Regions from separate parts of the Ovis aries genome. Here region 1 is linked to region 2. The links are chromatin contacts, called in public Hi-C maps. All regions are on one chromosome and are shown on one strand. The core of a region is the stretch at or near the end of the contact, and the rest is flanking DNA. Distances in the headings are between cores, read along the strand shown.

Region 1 (5,747 bases), core at 336-2,835, 230 kb after region 2:
CTTATGCTTTATTGCAGGGAAGGCAATGGCACCCCACTCCAGTACTCTTGCCTGGAAAATCCTATGGACAGAGGAGCCTGGAAGGCTGCAGTCCATGGGGTCGCTGAGGGTTGGACATGACTGAGTGGCTTCACTTTCACTTTTCACTTTCATGCATTGGAGAAGGAAATGGCAACCCACTCCAGTGTTCTTGCCTGGAGAATCCCAGGGACAGCAGAGCCTGGTGGGCTGCCGTCTATGGGGTTGCACAGTTGAACATGACTGAAGTGACTTAGCATGCTTTATTGACTATGCCAAAGCCTTTGACTGTGTGGATTACAACAAACTATGGGAAATACTTAAAGACATGGGAATAGCAGACTACCTTACCTGCCTCCTGAGAAATCTGTATGGAGGTCAAGAAGCAACAGTTAGAACTGGACATGGAAAAACAGACTGGTTCCAAATTGGGAAAGGAGTATGTCAAGACTATATATTGTCACCCTGATTATTTAACTTATATGCAGAATACATCATGTGAAATGCCAGTCTAGATGAAGCACAGGCTGGAATCAAGATTGCTGGGGGAAATAGCAATAACCTCAGATATGCAGATGACTCCACCCTTATAGCAGAAAGTGAAGAGGAACTAAAGAGCCTCTTGATGAACGTGAAAGAGGAGAGTGAAAAAGCTGGCTTAAAACTCAACATTCAGAAAACTAAGATCATGGCATACGGTCCCATCACTTCATGGCAAATAGATGGAGAAACAATGGAAACAGAAACTATTTTTTCGGGCTCCAAAATCACTGCAGATGGTGATTGCAGCCATGAAATTAAAAGATGCTTTCTCCTTGGAAGAAAAGCTATGACCAACCTAGACAGCCATTAAAAAGCAGAGACATTACTTTGCTAACTAAGGTCCGTCTAGTCAAGGCTATGTTTTTCCACTAGTCATGTATGGATGTGAGTTGGACTATAAAGAGAGCTGAGCGCCGAAGAATTGATGCTTTTGAACTGTGGTGTTGGAGAAGGCCCTTGAGAGTCCCTTGGACTGCAAGGAGACCCAAACAGTCCATCCTAAAAGGAAATCAGTCCTGAATATTCATTGGAAGGACTGATGCTGAAACTGAAACTCCAATCCTTTGGCCACTTGATGTGAAGAACTGACTCACTGGAAAAGACCCTGATGCTGGGAAAGACTGAAGGCAGGAGGAGAAGGGGATGACAGAGGATGAGATGGTTCGATGGCATCACCGACTTGATGGACATGAGTTTGAGTAAGCTCCGGGAGTTGGTGATGGATAGAGAAGCCTGGCGTGCTGCAGTCCATGGGGTCGTAAAGAGTCGGACTCGACTGAACGACCGAACCGAAATGAACAGACCTGATCCAGGCCCTAGACTACACTTCCCATATCGCTCTGCGTGCAACTTTAGATCTCGCGAGAACTCTGGGCCGTCACCCACTTGACTGGGCGGTTTTACCGTGGACCGCTGGGAGGTGTAGTTTTGGGCTGGGAGCCACGCTCCCTGGCGCTCTGGCTCGGGTGGCGGGGAGACTACAAGTCCCAGGGGGCACAACGCGACCGCCTGGAGGGCGGGGGGTACGAAAGAGGAACTCGAAGGGCGCGGGGGTGAGTGAGGGGCCGGCGGGGGGGCGGTGCGGGCGCGCGGGGGCGGGCCAGGGGCTGGGGCAGCCCTCAGGGTGCGGCCCCCAGGCAAGGCTGCAGTGGCGGGGTGGGGCGGTGGCGCGGGGTCCGGCCGCTTTGCTCCTCCGCGTTCCGCGTCCCGGTCACCGGCTCCGGACGCCTCAGCCGCGCGGAAGGGCCAGCGAGTGGGTTTATCGCCCTAGATTGTCCACTGTGGCTCAGCAGGGTCTGTGTGCGTTGTCATCAGGACGATTTAATTGACGCTTAGTTTCCGTTTATTTGATACCGGGGTTCGGACGCGCGTCTCACTGCGTTTCAAGGCGCAGCGTTCGGGGTAACGCGCTCCTCGGAGGTTCCCGAGCGCCCAGGTGGCCCTTTTGTCCTGTTCCGGGGTCCCCGTGCCTGCGAGGGTAGAGCTGGGTCCCATCCTTCTCCGCTCCTCCCAGCACCCCCACAGCAGTCTGTGTTAGCCGGAATCTGAACCGCCACAGTGATCTCACCAGCTCCTCGGAGGAAATAAAACCTGGGTTTTCCGGAAAGTTTCTCCTGGCACATGCGCGCCCCACCCCGCCCCGGGCGCTCCTCCCAAAGGCGGAGCGGCCGCGCCTCCAAGGGTCACCGGCACCCGGAGGGCGCTGCCGCCTCTCCTGTATTGCCCAGTTCCGCGAGGTAAGCTGTGATTTGTCCGGTAATTCACCTGAACAACGCCCTCTGGTCACCGCATCACTGAGAATTCTGCGTCCCCAAGACCAAGGACCCCTTCCAGCGAGTCTCCAGGGGTCCTCCGGCAGCACCGTCTCGGCGCTGCTGAGGCCACAGAGCATGTGAGCAGCCTGGAGTGTTTTCTGTACAGCTGTCAGATCGATAACTGCGCTGATGATCCTCCATGAGCGCGGGGGGATTTTCGGAACGGGCAGCATGTGAGCGAGGAGTCTGTGTTCTCATTCTGTCCCGAGAGCCAAGTTCCGCCTCGGCGCTCTTTACTTGCTGAGACGCTGATGAGCGGTGGCCTCGCTGAGGAGCTGGAGATCCAGTGGGAGAAGCAAAAGCAAAGATCAGCAACGTGAACTTTGAAGCAGTTGGCCCCCTGCCCCTCTCGGTTCTCCAGCCACAGCCGCGGGGAAGGTTGGCGAAGCGTGCATTCCCACCGTGATCTCCCGGGCAGGGCCTCCTGTTGGAAAGGCGTTCGTGAGGTTTTCTGGCCAGCACCCAACCCCAGTTGATTGTTGTTGTTTTTCCGTAGCTCAGTAATAGCCGACTGTTTGTAATCCCATGAACTGCAGCACACCAGACTTCTCTGTCCATCACTGTCTCCCTGAGTTTGCTCAAACACGTTTCCATTAAGTCAGTGATGCCATCCAACCATCTCATCCTCTGTTGCCCCCTTCTCTTGCCCTCAGCTTTTCCCAGCATCAGGAAATTGATGGGCCAGAATAATTCCCCCCTGGATACCTGAAGTGTTGCTGCTGCTGCTAAGTCGCTTCAGTTGTGTCCGACTCTGTACGACCCCATAGACGGCAGCCCACCAGGCTTCCCCTTCCCTGGGATTCTCCAGGCAAGAACACTGGAGTGGGTTGTGTTACTTGTTCAGAAATCACAGTGACTTCTTCCTTGAAACCAATTCCTTTAAGGAAAAATGAGTTGTGAAAGAAAACATGGTACAATTTAAATTCTCACCAAATTTTTAATTACCTTGAATAAGTTTTTGTACCCAATTCCTTAGCTTTTTGGCTAAGATTTTCAAAATTGAAAATGAATTGCAATCATTTAGTTTATGATTAAGTATAATTCACATAAGTGAGGTGCATAGATTCAGTTTGACCAATTTTGACAAATGTATACAGCTGTGTAGCTGGCACATCGTGGTGATAGAGGGCGCTTCTGTCATCCCTAAAGCTTCCCTCGGGTTGTGTCCTCTGGATCGGCGGGTGGAAGCCCTGATCCCCATGTGTTGGTGTCTACAGCTGGGCCCTTGGGGGTGCTCAGGGTAAGGTGGGGCCCACGAGGGGATCAATACACTAGCAACAGGAGGAACACAGTTGCTCGCACACCAAGGAAGGGCCTGGAGGATCTTGAGAAAGAAGCCTTCTGCAGTCCAGAAAGGGCCTCACCAGACCCAGATCTGCCAGCACCCAGATCTTGGGCCTCCCAGACCCAGTTCTGTGAGGAGCAGCACCTTGTCTACTCTGCCCTGGGCTGACTGAGACTTCCTAAGCCTTCCCAGACCCACCTCCCAGAAGCAGGCACAGTTCTGACTTCTGCCACATTCCTTTGTGGTGCCATGTTAGACCTTGTGGTCTGTGGAGCGGCCTTGGTTGTCCTCAGCATGATACCTGTCCCTGGAGGGCACTTGGGTGGGTTCCTGGCATTGCCTTGGGTGACAGAATTGTGCACATTCTTCCATGTCTGTTCTGTGGGCATGAGACTGCTGTGTGGGCCTGGTGGGCAGAGGTGTTTGCTTGTGTCTTCCGTTTGCATGTGCTTGAACATCGATGCTGGACCTGTTGCACCCACTCAAGGCATCTAAGCAGGTCCTTTAGGTCTCTGGATACAAGCCGAGACAGGTGTGTGTGTGTGTGTATATATATATGCTCAGCCATGTCTCCAACTCTTTATGATCTCATGGACTGTAGCCTGCCAGGCTCCTCCATCCATGGGATTTTCCAGGCAAGAGTACTGGAGTGGGGTGCCATTGCCTTCTCCGGGGAAGCCCTGGCTCAGTCGATAAAGAATCTGTCTATATTGCAGGAGACTGGGGTTTAATACAGATAGATAGATATTACTGTCCATTGTTTGAACTTGCATATTCGCATTATTGTGTCTTTTTAAAATTAACTTAAAATCTTTTGGAGTAGTTTTAGATTTACAGAAAAGTTGCAAACTGAGGCACATTTGTGAAAGCTAAAACACGATAGCGCTCCGTTACTGTTTCTAGGCTTTGGGTCACATGCTGCCCCAGGGTCCTCTTTCTGCCCTGGATCCCATGACAGCTATGAGGAGGAGGACTCAGGTGTTTGTAGCATGTCCCTGATTTGGGGTTTGTCTGCTGTGTTTTCTTCTGGTTGGATAGGGGTTGTGGATTTTTGGAAAGAGGACCCCAGAAGTGAGGTGGCCCTCTTGTCACATCACATCAGGGCAGCTGACGTTTGCACGACATCATGGGGGTGTTGGCCTGGTCACCTGGCTCAGGTGGTGTCTGCCAAGGAGAGTTGCTCCTTGTCCTGTTCTCCAGTCTCTTTGGCAGCCATGCAGGGAGAGGCAGCCCACCCTACTGGGGGTGGGAGCTAAGCTCAGGGAAGACCCACCGTGTGGTCTGGAATTCCATGAGGAGGACGGACTTGTGGGTGTGTGTCTGCACTCTGGAGGGGACCCAGCTCTGTGCTGTTTGTCTGGCTGCTCACCTGTTCCAGCCTTGACCACCAGGACGTCATCAACCCCTAGCTGCTACTTTTAAGAACTTCCCTTTCTCACACTGCCAGCCACTCCGGCTTCTCTCCCTCTTGTAGTGTCCTGCCACAGTTCTCCAGGGAGCGCTAGTTCATTTCACTGGAGAGTGGGATTTAGAGACCAGGAACCAGGCAGTGGGTGTGGGCATTGCTGCTGGGGTCATTGCTTGTAGTCCTCTTAGCAGATAGGTAAGTATATACCTGTTCACCTGTGTGTCTGTAACCTGTAATCTGTAACGAAAGTGCTTATGTGTAACCTTCTCACCACCATTGCCATCATTTTCTTATTTGTCCCACCCCAATGTATTTAGAAAGCAGTTTCAGAATTGTTCACCGATACACCTCCCCACCTTGAGAAACAAAATTATCAACTTGAGTACAATGTTTTATATTCTGTTTCTTCTTATCACTGGTCTTAACAATTTCCAAAGAGTATTTTCCAAACACTCTCATCCTGTCCCCTCCTGTGTGTTAGTGTCATACGTTGTGATGCAGTTAGATTCGGTGGCCACAGTCTGCTTTCCGTCCTGACATCCCTGGTGGGTGGTGTTGATTTTTTTGCGTATATTAAAGTATACTCTATGATATAACTATCTGTGGGTTTTGGCAAATGCATAGAGTGTATATCCACCATAACGGTGTATTTTAATGAGCAAAAGTGTTTAATATTGTT
Region 2 (6,486 bases), core at 3,145-5,644:
TTTCCCTATCTTCCTATCCTGTATTCAGAAAAAGCATCTGGGACGTTTCTCCATGAACTTGTGAGAATCACAGGACTGTCTAGCTCTTAAGTCCTGGCCGTAGACTAGTTAGTGGAGTAGTGACTTTACCTCGACAGTGCAGACGGGTGTTATGTGCGTGCCCCAGGGGTTTCAGTTCTTCCTGTGTTTGGTTTTCAGGAACTACATGAACGACAGCCTTCGCACAGATGTTTTTGTGAGGTTCCAGCCTGAGAGCATCGCCTGTGCCTGCATCTATCTGGCTGCCCGGACGCTGGAGGTCAGTGCGGGGCCACCTGGGGAGTCACCAACCCCAGTAAACTGTGTACTATGCTTCAAGTTATGTTCACTGGCATCAATAAAAAGCCTACTTGTTGGTGACCATCAGGCTTGTTTTTATTTCCCTGAGAACCTTGTTGGCTATGAAGAATGGTTAATGATGATGGCCTCTGTGTTTACAGATCCCTTTACCCAATCGTCCCCATTGGTTTCTTTTGTTTGGAGCAACTGAAGAAGAAATTCAAGAGATCTGCTTAAAAATCCTGCAGCTGTATACTCGGAAAAAGGTTCTGTGTCTTTTCATGTAACGTGTGCATGCACCTGTGTTTCACTGGAAGCATCTGGTCTGAATCATGCACTCTGGCTTTTCTAGGTTGATCTGACTCACCTGGAGAGTGAAGTGGAGAAGCGCAGGCACGCCCTTGATGAGGCAAAGGCACAAGCCAAGGGCCTGCTGCCCAGCAGCACCCAGGTGCTGGACAGTGCATCGCGGTTCTCGCCTGCCCCCAAGCCTGGTAAGCGTCTCCCCTAGGGGCGGCCTTCTCACCCTGAGTTCTCTCGGATCACATTTGCAGCTAGTCTGAGCACTCCTGAGGGCTCCAGAGTCCCCAGCAAACAAGAGGCAATCTTTGAAGTGAGATGGGGGCTCCTAGGAAGTCCGTTCTTGTGTTTTCATTAGTAAGGGGTATGGACAGGCTCCTGAAATGGCTCTCATTACCCAGCCCACCCAAGTAGTTTGCCTTGATGAAAGTCTCATAAATCTGGAGGAGTAGATCCTGTTGTCTAGAGTTAAGCATGATGCCCGCCCCCAGTCCCAGAGGCCTGGCGAGTGAGACAGGTGGTCTTCTGCATCTGGAGGTCCTGAACTGGGCTGGGAGCCAGAAGTCAGAGTTGGCAGCAGCAGTCCCTTGGAAGTGGCCTCACCTTGCTCAGCTTTCCCGTTTCTCACCAGAGCAGTTGTTGGGTTGTAACTTCTTGTGATTGATTCTAGTGGAATCCCCCAAAGAAGGCAAAGGAAACAAGCCTTCCCCACTCTCCGTGAAGAACACCAAGAGGAAAGTGGAGGGTGTGAAGAAAACCAAGGTGGACAGTCCAGTGAATGGGTGAGTAGCCCTGTGCCCAGATGGCACTGGGGTTGGCGAGAGACTTGAGGTCTCAACTGTTCTCTGCTCTATTCTCAGCTTGCCAAAGGGGCAGGGGAGTCGAAGTCGGAGCGGGAGTCACGAGCAGAGCTACTCAAGGTCCCCGTCACGTTCTGCGTCCCCTAAGAGAAGGTATGTGCTGCTTGGGTGCATGGGGCTGCAGCAGGCACTGGGATGTTTCCTAGGGAAGTGTTGTGGCCTTTCCTTGGGGACAATTGCTCCTGACCCTGAAGTGGTCAGGATGGGTGGTCACCTGCCTGGTGGTCTCCTTCACAGGAAAAGTGACAGTGGCTCCACATCTGGTGGGTCCAAGTCACAGAGCCGCTCGCGGAGCCGGAGTGACTCCCCACCACGTCAGGCTCATCGGGGTGCCCCCTACAAAGGATCCAAGGTGCGGAGCTACCGGAGATCCAAGGACTGCAACTACTCTGCCCAGAAGCCACACAAGTCCCGGAGCCGGAGCTCCTCCCGCTCTCGGAGCCACTCACGGGAACGGGCGGATACTTCTGGAAAATACAAGAAAAAAAGTCATTACTATAGAGAACAGCGACGAGAGCGTTCTCGGTCTTATGAGCGAACAGGCCATCGCTATGAGCGGGACCATCCTGGGCACAGCAGGCACCGGAGGTGAGGGGTGGGGTCCCCGCAGGACTGTGCTTTGGCCCTCGGTGTGGACACCTCAGCTGCTGGCCCTAGGGCGTGACTCTTTCTGGATATAGTTGTTGACCCTGGACCGTGTGATGAATTTGGAGATGGCATGGAGAGGCTGGCAAGGTGCCCTTTCGTCTGGCCCGGGCCCAGCCCCCGGCTCTTGCCCAGTGCCTCAGCAGCAGCCCTGCTAGGTGCAAAGGCAGGGCATGTGTCCCAGCAGCGGGGTTTGGTGCTACGACAGGCTGTCTGTTCACCCCTGAACCCATAATTACGTTAAACCAAGAAAATGACTTTTCGAAATTTTGCCTATATTAGGTTATACTATATGTATTTTGCAGTGTTTCACAATGAGAAAATGGCCTTAATAGCCCCTTACTCTGTCCACGTTGTAAATAAACATGTGTTTAATACGAGTTAAAGCTATATATGAAAACTGAGAACTTGAACTGTCAGCTTAAAACTTGTGTAGAGAATTCTGATTTTTAAAATGTGAAGGTATTTAGATCTGTGTTGAAAGTCGTATATTTTTATCTGTGTGATGCTGAGTGCAGGCCACCAGCTTCTAGAGAAGTTTCCTATATATGCATTTTACGTTATTAAATAAACAATTCTCTCTACTCAGGACATTTGGAAAGTTAAAGGGCTTGTCGTTTGTCATTCTCATTGTTTGCTCCCCTGCACAGCCTGCAACACCGATCTAGCAGTGTGTCTGCGCTCCCCTCTCTGATCTCATTACTGTGTTGGGTTTTGTACTGAATTCTGTGCGTCTGCTTCTCTCTGAGGGCTTGTGAGGCTCTGAGCTGTCTGCTGCCAGCAGGGTAAATGGAGGGTTTGCAAAGGACAAAGAGCATCACCCTGGAGGGGTCCTCTGTGGGAGTGGGTGAGGACAGCGCGGTGGTGCCAATGAGCAGGGTGGGTCAGGGTTGTCTCCAAGTGCTGTGTGCACTCTGTGCAGATCAAAGGCACTCGGGGGAGGGGGGGGGGCGTGTCTATGCCCTGTCTTGGCTCTCTCCAGATCAGCACTTCTTCATGGGTGGAAGGTACACCCTTCCTGGTGCTAGTGGCCTGGAGAAAGGTGCCTGAAGTCAGTACAGCCAAGGTATGAAGGCAGCAAGTTCAGCATCCAGGGTCCAGGTGGCTCACTCTTAGAACCAAACCATAAAAGCCTGTGGAGGATGAGAGAGAGGCCCCTGGATGTGTGTAGAGACCTTTCAACCTGGGAACCAGAAGCTGCCCCTCAGGTTGAAGGGTACATCCTCTGGAGACTCAGTTATAGAGCTGGGCCCAGATCCTGCAGTTTTGCCCTCCCATTGGCCTATCCTCCACTCTCTGCTTAGCCAAGTTGGGGCCTGGGGGTGGCTAGGCCTGGCCATTTCATACTAAGACTCACTGGAAGACCCTCCTACAGGGCAAGCCTCAGAGGAGGACCAAAGAGACTTCCCCACATCCTTGTCCCAGCAGGAATTCCTTCAGGTCCATTCTGGGGATCCTGTCCATCCTAGCCAACCTCAGGACAACAGCCTTTCTGTGTTACACGGGTTAAGTGGGCCCTCTGAGCCCCTTACCCTGAGGAACAACACTGGGTCAGCTCAACTCCATGCTGCTTCTGGTTTTCAGACAGAAACTTCTCATGGACACAACATAGGAGCTTGTTTGCTTTAAGGAAGAAATATACACTCTCCACCCATGCAAAAAGCGTCGTATTATCCATCCCACGGTACATGCGTGACGTCCTTCGCTTATCCAGACTGGCAGAGCGGATGCTGCAAGCCAAAGTAGAGAGGTGCCGGGTCCGAGACACCCAAGTCACTCCTGACGGCCCCCCCGCTCTAGCCCAACACCTGGCACCTGTCTACTACCTTCCCCACCCCAAGAGGCGGGTTCGGGGGTGAAGACGCCCCTCAAGACGAGTTGCTCCGAGTCCGGCTCCCGCCCCAGCATCTGAAGTAGTTAGGACCACTTCCGTCGCCCCCCGCAAAATCTCCGTCGTCTGGAAAACGCCATTTCCGGCTTTCCGGGACGACTGACCCTTGACTGTCGGGGAGCGACCAGAGTTCGAGCCACGCAGGCGCACAGAGGACACGCTTGGGATTGTGGTAAGTGTAGTTTTCTAGCCTCCGCGAGGGACAGGCGGAGTCGGCAAGCTGTGGGAGGGGCTGGGCACGGGGAGGGGCGGGGCGGTTCCTCCGGCCGGAAACCGTCGCTTTCTGGGTCCGGCAGGGCCTGCGCCGACTGGGAGTGGGGCGCTAGGGGGCGGTGGGCGTAGAAACACGCGGGCTGCCTCGCTCGGGCTGGGGCGGCCTTAGGAACGGACCGGAAGTACTTGAGAGAGGCGAAGGTATGGTTTGTTGAACCCTCTTGCGGCGTCTGGGGAGGGTCTGTGTGAGGACGCGGCGAGCGGGCTCCAGGGACAGCCCAGGAGGCCGCGGCTGGCTGGGGCTCGGGGACCGAGACCCGATCGTCGACACAACCTGCGAGGTGGGAGACTTGGGGTGAAGCTGAGGCTCAGGGAGGGCCAGTACCTGCCCAGAGTCGCGCAGCTGGGGACCCTCGGAGGCAGAGGTTTTGAGGGAGGAAGCTGTACTCGAAGTGGCATCCTCGTGGTGGGAGAGGGTGGCGAGGGAGACAGGGTGCGGGAATCGGAACGAGACCAGAGCCCCCAGAGTGACCTAGGCGCACACCTGTGTTCCAGCTCCGCTGATCGCCTGGGGCCACAGCCACGTACAGACCATGTTTCTGATACGCCTGACTTCCCAGCTGCTCAGGGCTGTTCCCAGGGCAGGTAAGAAGCCCCGTGGAGGGAGATGGGCGGGATACACATCTGGGTTAGGAGTGTGGGGTTAGCAGCTCGGTGACCTGCGCTGCTGTTCCGGACCACCTAGAGGCAGGGCCAGGCAACACGAACAACCCTGTTGTTCAGTCGCTCAGTCCTGTCGGGCTCGTTGTGACCCCCATGGACTGCAGCACGCCAGGCTTCCCTGTCCTTCACCATCTCCCGGAGCTTGTTCAAACTCATGTCGGTAGGCCATCCAACCATCTCTTTCTCTGTCATCGTCTTCTGCCTTCAGTCTTTCTCAGCATCGAGATCTTTTCCAGTGAGTCGACTTTTTGCATCAGGGGGCCAAATATTGGAGCTTCAGCATCAGTCCTTCCAGAATTTCCTTTAGGATTGACTGGTTTGATCTCCTTGCAGTCCAAGGGGCTCTCAAGAGTCTTCTCCAGCACCACAATTCAATATCATTAGTTCTTCGGCACTCAGCTTTCTTTATGGTCCAAATCTCACATCCGTACATGACTACTGGAAAAACCATAGCTTTGACTAGGCAAACCTTTGTTGGCAAAGTAATGTCTCTGCTTTTTAATACACTGTCAAGGTGTGCAGAGTACATCATGCAAAATGCCAGGCTGGATGAAACACAAGCTGGAATCAAGATTCCCGTAAGAAATATCAATAACCTTAGATATGCAGATGACACCACCTTTATGGCAGAAAGTGAAGAAGAACTAAAGAGCATCTTGATGAAAGTGAAAGAGGAGAGTGGAAAAGTTTGCTTAAAACTCAACATTCAACAAACTATGATCATGGCATCCTGGTCCCATCACTTCATGGCGAACAGATGGGGAAACAATGTAAACAGTGACATACTTTATTTTCTTGGGCTCCAAAATCACTGCAGATGGTGACTGCAACCATGAAATTAAAAGACACTTGCTCCTTGAAATAAAAGCTATGACAAACCTGGACAGCGTATTAAAAAGCAGAGGCATTACTTTGCCAACAGAGGTCCATCTAGTCAAAGCTATGGTTTTTCCAGTTGTCATGTACAGATATGACAGTTGGACTATAAAGAAAGCTGAATGCTGAAGAATTGATGCTTTTGGGTCCGTCCGTCCCGTCCCGCGGTGCCGCGCCCGCCAGCCATGAGCTCCACGCAGTTCAACAAGGGGCCTTCATACGGGCTCTCGGCCGAGGTCAAGAACCGGCTACAGTCCAAATATGACCCTCAGAAAGAGGCAGAGCTCCGAAGCTGGATTGAGGGACTCACTGGCCTCTCCTTTGGCCCAGACTTCCAGAAGGGTCTGAAGGATGGGATCATATTGTGCACACTCATGAATAAACTGCAGCCGGGCTCAATCCGTAAGATCAACCGCTCCATGCAGAACTGGCACCAGCTAGAAAACCTCTCCAACTTCATCAAGGCCATGGTGAGCTAGGGCATGAATCCTGTTGACCTGTTCGAGGCCAATGACCTGTTTGAAAGTGGGAGCTTGACTCAGGTGCAGGTGTCTCTTCTTGCCCTGGCTGGGAAGGCCAAGACAAAGGGCTGCAGAGTGGACATTGGTGTCAAATACTCAGAGAAGCAGGAGCGAAACTTTGATGATGCCACCATGAAGG

The links. A called contact is a pair of places that touch in the nucleus more often than the background predicts.
Region 1: a Hi-C map of tail adipose tissue shows a contact between it and region 2, with 3 times the contacts expected there. The contact joins the promoter of C12H1orf159 here to the promoter of AURKAIP1 in region 2. A contact is called at or near these places in 4 of 16 Hi-C or Micro-C datasets (hypothalamus, liver, muscle and 1 more).

Annotation. Positions count from the first base shown.
Region 1 is chr12:50,692,094-50,697,840 of ARS-UI_Ramb_v3.0, forward strand. C12H1orf159 (chromosome 12 C1orf159 homolog) reads left to right here and starts at 1,586. Exons shown (of 11, transcript XM_060396159.1): 1 at 1,586-1,613.
Region 2 is chr12:50,461,734-50,468,219 of ARS-UI_Ramb_v3.0, forward strand. AURKAIP1 (aurora kinase A interacting protein 1) reads left to right here and starts at 4,395. Exons shown (of 4, transcript XM_004013784.5): 1 at 4,395-4,428; 2 at 4,783-4,872. The coding sequence starts at 4,821. CCNL2 (cyclin L2) reads left to right here. Exons shown (of 10, transcript XM_060396576.1): 6 at 199-298; 7 at 480-584; 8 at 671-812; 9 at 1,289-1,400; 10 at 1,479-2,730. The coding sequence ends at 2,070. It also overlaps the pseudogene LOC101107036.